2 separate regions of the Mustela erminea genome follow, and region 1 is linked to region 2. The links are chromatin contacts, called in public Hi-C maps. All regions are on one chromosome and are shown on one strand. The core of a region is the stretch at or near the end of the contact, and the rest is flanking DNA. Distances in the headings are between cores, read along the strand shown. Region 1 holds the start of MRPS28 (28S ribosomal protein S28, mitochondrial). Region 2 holds the start of HEY1 (hairy/enhancer-of-split related with YRPW motif protein 1).

Evidence for each region. Hi-C and Micro-C count contacts between places; a contact is called where the count stands out from the background.
Region 1: a contact with region 2 is called in a Hi-C map of spleen, with 5 times the contacts expected there. The contact joins the promoter of MRPS28 here to the promoter of HEY1 in region 2. A contact is called at or near these places in 3 of 3 Hi-C or Micro-C datasets (fibroblasts, skeletal muscle and spleen).

What each region holds. Positions count from the first base shown.
Region 1 is chr16:31,229,892-31,234,227 of mMusErm1.Pri, reverse strand. It overlaps MRPS28 (28S ribosomal protein S28, mitochondrial), which reads left to right and starts at 1,817. Exons shown (of 5, transcript XM_032316902.1): 1 at 1,817-2,066. The coding sequence starts at 1,851.
Region 2 is chr16:30,990,013-30,994,245 of mMusErm1.Pri, reverse strand. HEY1 (hairy/enhancer-of-split related with YRPW motif protein 1) reads left to right here and starts at 2,930. Exons shown (of 5, transcript XM_032316559.1): 1 at 2,930-3,428; 2 at 3,693-3,768; 3 at 3,895-3,978. The coding sequence starts at 3,340.

The DNA of each region.
Region 1 (4,336 bases), core at 568-3,067, 240 kb before region 2:
CTCTGAAATCAAAATGAACTAAAATCAGAATGAGTGGAGACAACTCTTAGTTTATAAGACTTCAGAGGGCAGGGGCAGCAAGTACCTACCACCGCCCGGGATTTCGTATTTAACATAAATGCTACTTGGTGACTAAATTTCTTGCCAACTCTCATACACAATTTTGATTATGGAGTGAGGTGGTTTGGTAGTGTGATTCTTTTAATTTGGTGGTTTTCCTAGCATATAGTGAAAAACACAACACCAATTTTGTTGGAATATTTGTAAGTGGGTATGATTTTTTGCTTTAACACTCCATTTCACCATGCTTTGTTCTTTTTGGTTTTTAGGATCAATTCTCTAAGCTAATGACTTGGCTTTATAAGTGAGGAAGCTAAATCAACTTTAAATTGATGTGCCATATGTCAGGATTACAGTCAGAACTAGAACTAAGGGGTTCATGAGGTCACTGGCCAATGCTCTTTACAATTTACCACTTTTTCCTGAAGGGAAGTATAAGTAGCAATAGCCACAGATAACAAAAATGTCTCGGGTAAGACTTCATTAATGGTCAAAGAAAATAAATGGCTTAAGTGCCAAGAAGGAGAACACCCTGAAGTAGAATCTTTCTTAAGCACCCTCGTGAACTTATGTAAGGATTACCCTAATTGGCTAGTAGTACTAAACTGCGTGGTGCATACAATTACACACCGTTCCAAGGTTAATGTGGAGAGCATGAGAAGGGGGAGGGTTAGAGGGAGAAGCAGACTCCCTGCCAAGCAAGGGAGCCTGATGGGGGACTCAATCCTGGGACTCCAGGGTCATGACTTGAGCCGAAGACAGTCGCCCAACCAACTGAGCCACCCAGGCGCCCCTGTAGTCCGATACTACTAAAAAAGGGCTGTGGTCACATAAAAATTCCTTCTGTCAAAATACTTGCAAATGAACTGTAAAGGGTCTTGTCATCTCCCCTAAAATAACTGGATTAATATAAAACTGATAGAAGATAGATGGACAGCTTAGTTTATCAACACTTGGTTTTGAAAAGGGTGGGCAAATTCCGGGAATTAACATTGACGAGGAAAAGGGAGAAAATCATGAATGAGGGTGGGAGTCTCTGGTGGCGTCTGTTTAGGCACATTCCGAAATGTAATGGAATTGTAGCTACCTACAGGAGACAAAAACGTCTTAGAAAGATTAATTTTTGAATGTCAGTGGATCTCAGAAGAGGCGGCAAAAGACAAACTTGGACCCAGGATTTCACACAAGTTCACTGAACCCCACTGTGTGCCCGGTGTCAGGGATCCAACAGCCAAGAGTTTACAAATTTGGGAAAGCAAAGAGAAACGGTGTTAAGTAAATTAATAGCAATTATGCAATAAGCAATTATAGCAATATTAAGAATGCTAAATGGTGCAAAGGAAACCCGGGGAATCCGACAATGTGTTTGGGGTTCCAGTTCTAAATAAGGTAATCACGGAGAACCTCCTGTCTGAGCAGAGACCCGAAAAACAAGCCTTGCGGCCATCCGGGGTAAAAGCCCATGAGGTGGGGCTAGCACGTCCCAGCCGTAATACCAGAATTTGCAGGAGGACAAGGGCCAAACGATCCTCTGAGGAACGAAATGCCTGCAAGTCAAAAACACTTTCCGTGAAAAACCTAGCAGATCGCAGCCAGTAGAGGACCCCTAGGCACCACCGATATAATTCACCGATTTTAGTAGAACCATTTCTCCGCACGCCCGCTGCCTACACAAGCGGCACTACACTCCCGCGTCGCCCGCGCTCCGGAGGAGGGTGGACCATTCGTTGCTCCGCCCCGTGGCCTGCGCGCCTGCGGAGAGGTCCAAGGTCAGAGGTTGCGGAACCGTCATGGCGGCGCTGTGTAGGACCCGTGCCGTCACTGCCGAGAGCCAGCTCCGGCGAGTGTTTCTCCTTTCTCGGCCGTGTCGAGGCGCAGGCACCGAGAGTAGCTCCGGGAGTGAGAGTTCCGATTCCACAGAGCCTAAAATGCGCCAAGGCGGCTTCGCGAGCGCTCTGGAGCGGCATTCGAAGCTGTGGCGGAAGGCGGAGCTCGGGGAGAAGACCGTGAGTGGCGGGAGCTCCTCGGAGACGCGTGGGACCCGGCTGCGGCTGGGGTTTGAGGGGAGCCCGGGCGTGGTGGGTGGCGTGGGAGTCGGGGCGGAGCCTGGGGAAGGGGTGGAGCTAGGATCTGGGGTGTGTCTTGGCCTTGCGGCGGGCTAGTCCGAAGAGAGCTAGGGGTTGGTGTTTTTCTCCATTTGTGGTACTTCTGTGCGGCAGGTACGTGCTGGACCTGCGCTGTCCGCACTCCTTTGCGCTCATCTTCCTGGGTGAGTGCTGGACGGGAAACCAGCAGGGAGCGCTGCCCGTGAGGCGGTCTGGGGCGACTCCTGGGTCTCAGAGACGAAGTGGACTCACACCGGGGAAGGACGGGGTCTCTGCCGGCTAGTTTTTTAGACCCAGGAAGTTCCAGCATGGAGCTTGGCGTCTGGCGTGCAGCGCTCTTTATAAATACTTAATTCAGTGAATAGTTGAAAGAGAATTACTGTCTCTGTGAACTTGAGCAGATGAGTTAACCGGTCAGTGCTTTGCTTTCCTTTTCTGTAAATGACAAAAAAAAAAAAAAAATTCCACATGTTTCAGGCGATACTTTGTAAAAATAGGGTAGAATTACTGGATAAGTGAAATGGAAGAGATCGGCATAAATACGAGTCACAGTTTTTTATTAGATTCAATAGACATGAAATTGGATGTCTGGCAATGTTAAATTATATAAAAATAAACGCTCTCAATTTCTATACGCATTTCTTTGGAGACCAGCACCCAACAGTTCAGAGCCTGGCAGTGTCCTGGATTATAGAAAATTTAGTAGTAATTGTTAATAGTTACTGATGGCAAAACTTTCCTAAAATCCAAGGATTAGAAGAAGCCCGTTTTATTAGTTTTCTATTTGCTCCCATAACAAGTTACCACAAGTTTAGTGGCTTAAGACAACACAGGTTTATTATGTTTAGTGCTGTAGGTGAGAAGTCCGATTGATGTGTCAGTGGGCTACAGTCAAGGTGTTGGAAGGTTTTGTTCCTCTCTGTAGGTTCTGGGTGGGATCTGTTCTTTGCCTTTCCAGCTTGTAGAGGATGGATGCAATCCTTGACTAACTGCCCTCCTTCTATCATTTTTAAAGCCAGCAACAGTAGATTGAGTCCTCACATCATATCAATCTGACCTCTCTTCCAGTTACAAGCCCTGTTGTGATTACTTTGAACTCACCCAGATAATGCAGAATAATCTCCCTGTTTTAAAGTTAACCGATTAGCAACCTTAATTCCATGTGCAATTTAATTTTCCTTTGTTATGGAAGGTAACATAATCACAAATTCCAGGGATTAGGATATGCACATATTGGGAAGGGGGGTGCATTTTTGTCTATCATACCTGAGAAAATCTTAAAATTCTAAAAGGGTGCTGGTGACTGACCTGAAACTGACTAATGGATGGATTTAAATTCATCCTTGGTGGATGTGAAGATTAAGTGTGGTAAAGTAGGAAATGTATAAATATAATTCACATTTCCCTTCCCCAAAATACATTTATAGGTAAGGGATTTCCTTATTTCTCATCTTCCAACATTTCTCACTTACACCCCTTCCTGCATGCTTTATTACCACATTCCAGACACGTTCAGAAACTACCAGAAAATAATTCTCAACCGCTGAGTTAATTGTGGCAAGAGTGAAATTACAACATCATAGGTAGACTGTTTGAAACGCCATATGGCGATCATACTTGGGGGTTTCACATGGTTAAAAATGTTTGTTTACTGAAGGAAACAACTAAAGTATTTGAGCATGATCTGGATTCCATTGCCTTCCTTTCCCTTTGGTTTTTCCAAGAGGAGGCTGGAGTGTTTCTTGGAAGTCCAGCACAGCTGTTAGAATTGTTCATTCCAGTTTAGGCTGAGTAGAGTCTCTCCGAGCACTTTTTCTTTTCCTAACACAGTTTAGAAAACATTATTTACTAGATGGAGGTTAAATGTATTTGGTTATGGGGTGCCTGAGTGGCTCAGTCAGTTAAGTGTCCGACTCTTGATCTCAGCTCAGATCATGATCTCAGAGTGAATTCGATCACCAAGGTGGGCTCTTCTTTTAAAAAAAACAACAAACATATTTGTGACTTGCGGTTCACATATTCAAGATTTTTCAACTTTACCGTTTAATGGAAGGAAGGAAAATTCCCTGGAGTGGAGGGTGTCGGGAGGCTGGGTTGTAGTCTCCATTCTAAGAGCTCTTAGCTTTGGAACATTTCCAGTTATGTGGAAGCCTTTACTCATTCTTAATTGA
Region 2 (4,233 bases), core at 1,681-4,180:
GGCCCAACCTAAGCCTGGCCTTGTGAGTGAATTCCAAAATACGGAGCACCTATACCTTCCAACGTGTCTGGAGCATCCCTTCTGCAAGAGAACACAGAGAAAGGCAACGCGCTGGATATAAGTGAGTCAATAAACCCAGATTCCACAGACAGACCAGGAGATGGGCTTGTGTGCAAATCTGGAGAGGCTGCTACCACAGGACAGGTGGACTATGAAAAATACTCCCTCTTTGGAAAAAGGCCCTTTCCTGAGGGGCCAGGTCTAGGCAGCCCCCCTTGGGTTGGAGAGTGGGTCGCTTTTGCAGGTTGTGTCTTGCTCAGGGGACTGCTAAGAAGTTTACAGCCCTGCTTTACTCAAGGCCTCCAGGGATAAATCCCCTCCAGTGTGCAGGTGGCAGAAAACTCGGCCTCATACTCTCAGTCCAACTCTCTCCCATGATTCTGCTACCCATGGCAGGACCTCAGCCATTTCTTTGGTGGCTCTAACTGAACCGCCTAGTTAAGTGCCTTCCCAAGCTCAGAAAAGTCCTTTCCAGACCTCATGGCATATCTTGACCCCCTTGTATTTCAAGGTGCTTTCGAGCATTAGCACATCTACAGCGATTTCACCTGTTCATTGTCTAGCTCCCCCATCCTACCCTTTCCCCAGAGGAGGATGTGAGTTCTAGAAAGGCAGTGGCCATACCACTCTTGGGTCACCACTGCATTCTCAAGCGCTAGCACAGGGCCCCGCACACAGAAGACCTCAGTATTAGTTGGATGGATGAGTAAATGAGAGTCAGGATTGAGAAGCAAGAGAAAGGTAATGCTTTAATGTAAACCTCATTTTTGACAAAAAGTAATAGTGAATGTGAGAGAAATAATTTGCCTAGGTAGTCGTGTGGAATCAGGAATCCTCAATCCCAAGGTTGTCCCTTCCTCTTGCCCATCTATCTGCAGCCCGCCTATGCCCCTGCAAGGCAGCATGAATGGGCCAAAGCAGGAAAGTCTCACTTTCTGTAGACTCCAGAGGCTGGGAACCACGGAATCACAGAGAGGGAGGAGTCACACTAATTTCTGGGGTGGGGGGAAGAAACTGAATGCGAGAGGGACTTCTGGACGGCAGAGGGGAGTGGTGGAGGGTTTCCTATGCCTGGACCATCAGGTTCTGGGGGTGAGGGAAGAGGCAGGTGGCAGTGAACGATAGGACTGACTGAAGACTGTGGAGGTTGGAAAGGAGTTTGGGAGGCTGAACCTCTGTCAACCCCCAAAGAGCTGTTACCTGTGCGTCTGGGCAGAGTAAGCAGAAAATGCGGTTGATCTTGGGTGGACAACTGACAGGTGGCATGTGGGGGGATATCAGGCCACAAGGGCAAGAAAAAAAATCCAACATGGCTTGAGGGAGGGACCCAGCCTAGAGAGGGAAGCAGAGGAGACCAGGAAAAGGAGTGAGGGCCTGGAGGTGAAGTTGAAGTGAAACAAGAGTTCAGTGGGAGCCTGGAGGTGGAATAATATGTGTGTGGAGATGAGGGGTTAAAATCCAACACACCTATTAGGATGTGGCGCCTCAAATGTGTTAAGATGGCACTGGGCTCATGACTCACTAACTGAACAGCGACAGAAACGGTGAAGATATTTGCAAAAGTGAGAAAATGTTTCTTATCCTCAGTATCTATCAAGTGCTCCTTCAGTGACAGGACTGCAAGGTCAGCAGCCAAAGAACGGACCTGAGGGGAATACCAATTGCTCTGCTCCTTTGTAAGGGATAGAGAACCCTGGATTTCCAAATTCAAAACACCCATCCGGCTGCTTCCACAAATCCTCAAATAGGGCATCAGGCCAGAGATACACAATTTTCTCCCCCAGTATCTTCTGGAGGACTTGGGTAGCTTCGCAGAGATCCCCGTACACGCCAAGAACCCAAGCCGGAGATGTGGTGTCTGTGTGTGTGTGTGTGTGTACGCGCGCGTGTGTGTAAGGGTCAGAGACGTGCATTCCCGCAGAGAGGGCGGCCTCAGACGCAAATGCCCAGCCCCGCCACCCTGTCGCCCGCTGAGAGATCTGGCCGCCAAAGCCTGGAAACAAAAAACAACAACAGAAAAACAAAAAACAAAAAACAAAAAACAAAAAACAACAAAAAACCATAATGGATATCCCCAGGGGTCTTTTTTTTTTTTTTTTTTCCACCTAGTCAGCCGAGAAAACAAGCGTTCCACTTGGCCGGAAATTAGATGCACAGGGTACTCATTCCACTCTGGAGGATGGGAAGCCCTGCAGAAGCTAGGCTGGCTGCATGTGGGGACACGGTCCACCCCCAAAACGAAAAACGACATCCCCAGAAACCACGTCTTGCTGGTGGCCACTGCGGCGGTGCATGGGCTCTGCTCCCCGCCGGCGCCCTGCAGCCCCCACGGAGCGGCCGGCGCGCCACCCGGCCAGGTGCATCGGGCCCGGCTCCGCCAGCGGCGCGCGCCTCCCGCCGCCGGGCACGGGTGGCCCCGCAGCCGAGATTTACCGCGGCGCAGGGCGGCGGTTTCCGGGGCCGCCCGGCGCCCGGGCTCCGATTACAGGTTCACACGGGGGGCCCGGCCCGCGGCCGCCCAGCCTCCGCCGGCGCGCCCTCGCGCGGCCCCGCTCCCCCGCCTGCCCATTCTTCTCCATTCATGCGGACGCCCAGCGCCGCCGCCGCCGCCGCCAGCGCGGCCGCCGTCGCCGCCGCCGGCCGCCCGGATTGGCTGGCGGCCGTGGCGCCGGCACTTTCCCACGGCCCGCGGCGCGTGCGGCTCACCGGCGGCGCTGCAGGCGCGGCCCTGGCGTGCGTCCAGGCCAATCGGGGCGCGCGGGGCGGGGCGGGGCCGCGGCCGCCGGCGGGCTTGTGTCCCGGCCCGGCCTCCCCCGCCTGCCCGCCGCCGGCCCACAGCCGCCCGCGCCTCCTCTGCCCCCGCCCGCAGCAGAGACCCAGCGGAGCCCCCGCGGAGCCGACGCACCGCCGCCGGGCAGGGGCCGGCGTGGAGGGCGGGGGCGGGGTTCGCCCTCGCCCTGAGCCTCGTTCTGGTCCCTCCCCGGAGCGGCTGCCAATCAACGGAGCGAGAAGCCGGTTGGCGGAGGGGAGGCTGTTGCCCTGGAGCCGCCGCCCCGCCCCTCCGCCCCCTCGCCCGCCTCCTCCACCCCTCCTGCCCTCCCCCGGGACCTGAGTAGGGGCGCAGCGTGGGAAAGGGATGGTTGAATTTTAACCGGAGGCTGAGCGTGAGCGGGATCAGTGTGTGCAGAACGCGAGCCCCCGAGCGCGGAGAGGCGCCGCTGCTGTTAACTCCTCCCTGCCCGCCGCGCCAACCTCCCCCGCAGCCCCCACGCAGCCAGCATGAAGCGAGCCCACCCCGAGTACAGCTCCTCGGATAGCGAGCTGGACGAGACCATCGAAGTGGAAAAGGAGAGTGCGGATGAGAATGGGTGAGTTGGCCGCGGCCGCGCGGAAGGAGGCGAGCGTCGGCTGGCCGCGGTGACAGCGGGCGAGGGCCGGGGCACGTCGGTGCCCTCCGCTGACCTCTGCGCATCTTGGTCCGGCCGCCGTCCGGGGTGAAGGACCCCCGAAGCGCTTCCAAACCCAAGTTGCCAAAACAGCCTTGAGTGCGGGGAGGGCGTGGGGGAGACCCCTCATATCACCTCCCCTCGCTTAACAGCGATTCTTGTTTTTTTTTCCCTCCCTTCATTCAGAAACTTGAGTTCGGCTCTAGGTTCCATGTCCCCAACTACATCTTCACAGATCTTGGCCAGGAAAAGACGAAGAGGCGTGAGTCTCTTTACAGTGCTTCTTGTTTTGTTTTGTTATTAATTAATGGAAAGAACTACCTTGCTTCATTTTGAAATTTACAGTCTTGATGGAAATATCCCCCTTTGTTTTGCCTGCTTTCTACAGATCATCGAGAAGCGCCGACGGGACCGGATTAATAACAGTTTGTCTGAGCTAAGGCGGCTGGTACCCAGTGCCTTTGAGAAGCAGGTAATGGAGAAAAGTGCGTAGAGCTCTCACCGTAGCTGTCCACACCTTTGGAATCCTTACCCTCATTAATCTGAACCTCATCTGTGTCTCGAAAAATAACCATATTGCTTGTGCTAGAGATGAATCACATACGGATTCCAACATATTTTGCGAAGACAACCCATTTTGCTTTAGTTTGTACTTTTATGATTTAGAGAGCATATACATGCGTGTCTATTTTAATTTTTTCCCCCAAAGGCACTTGGTGCCAACTAA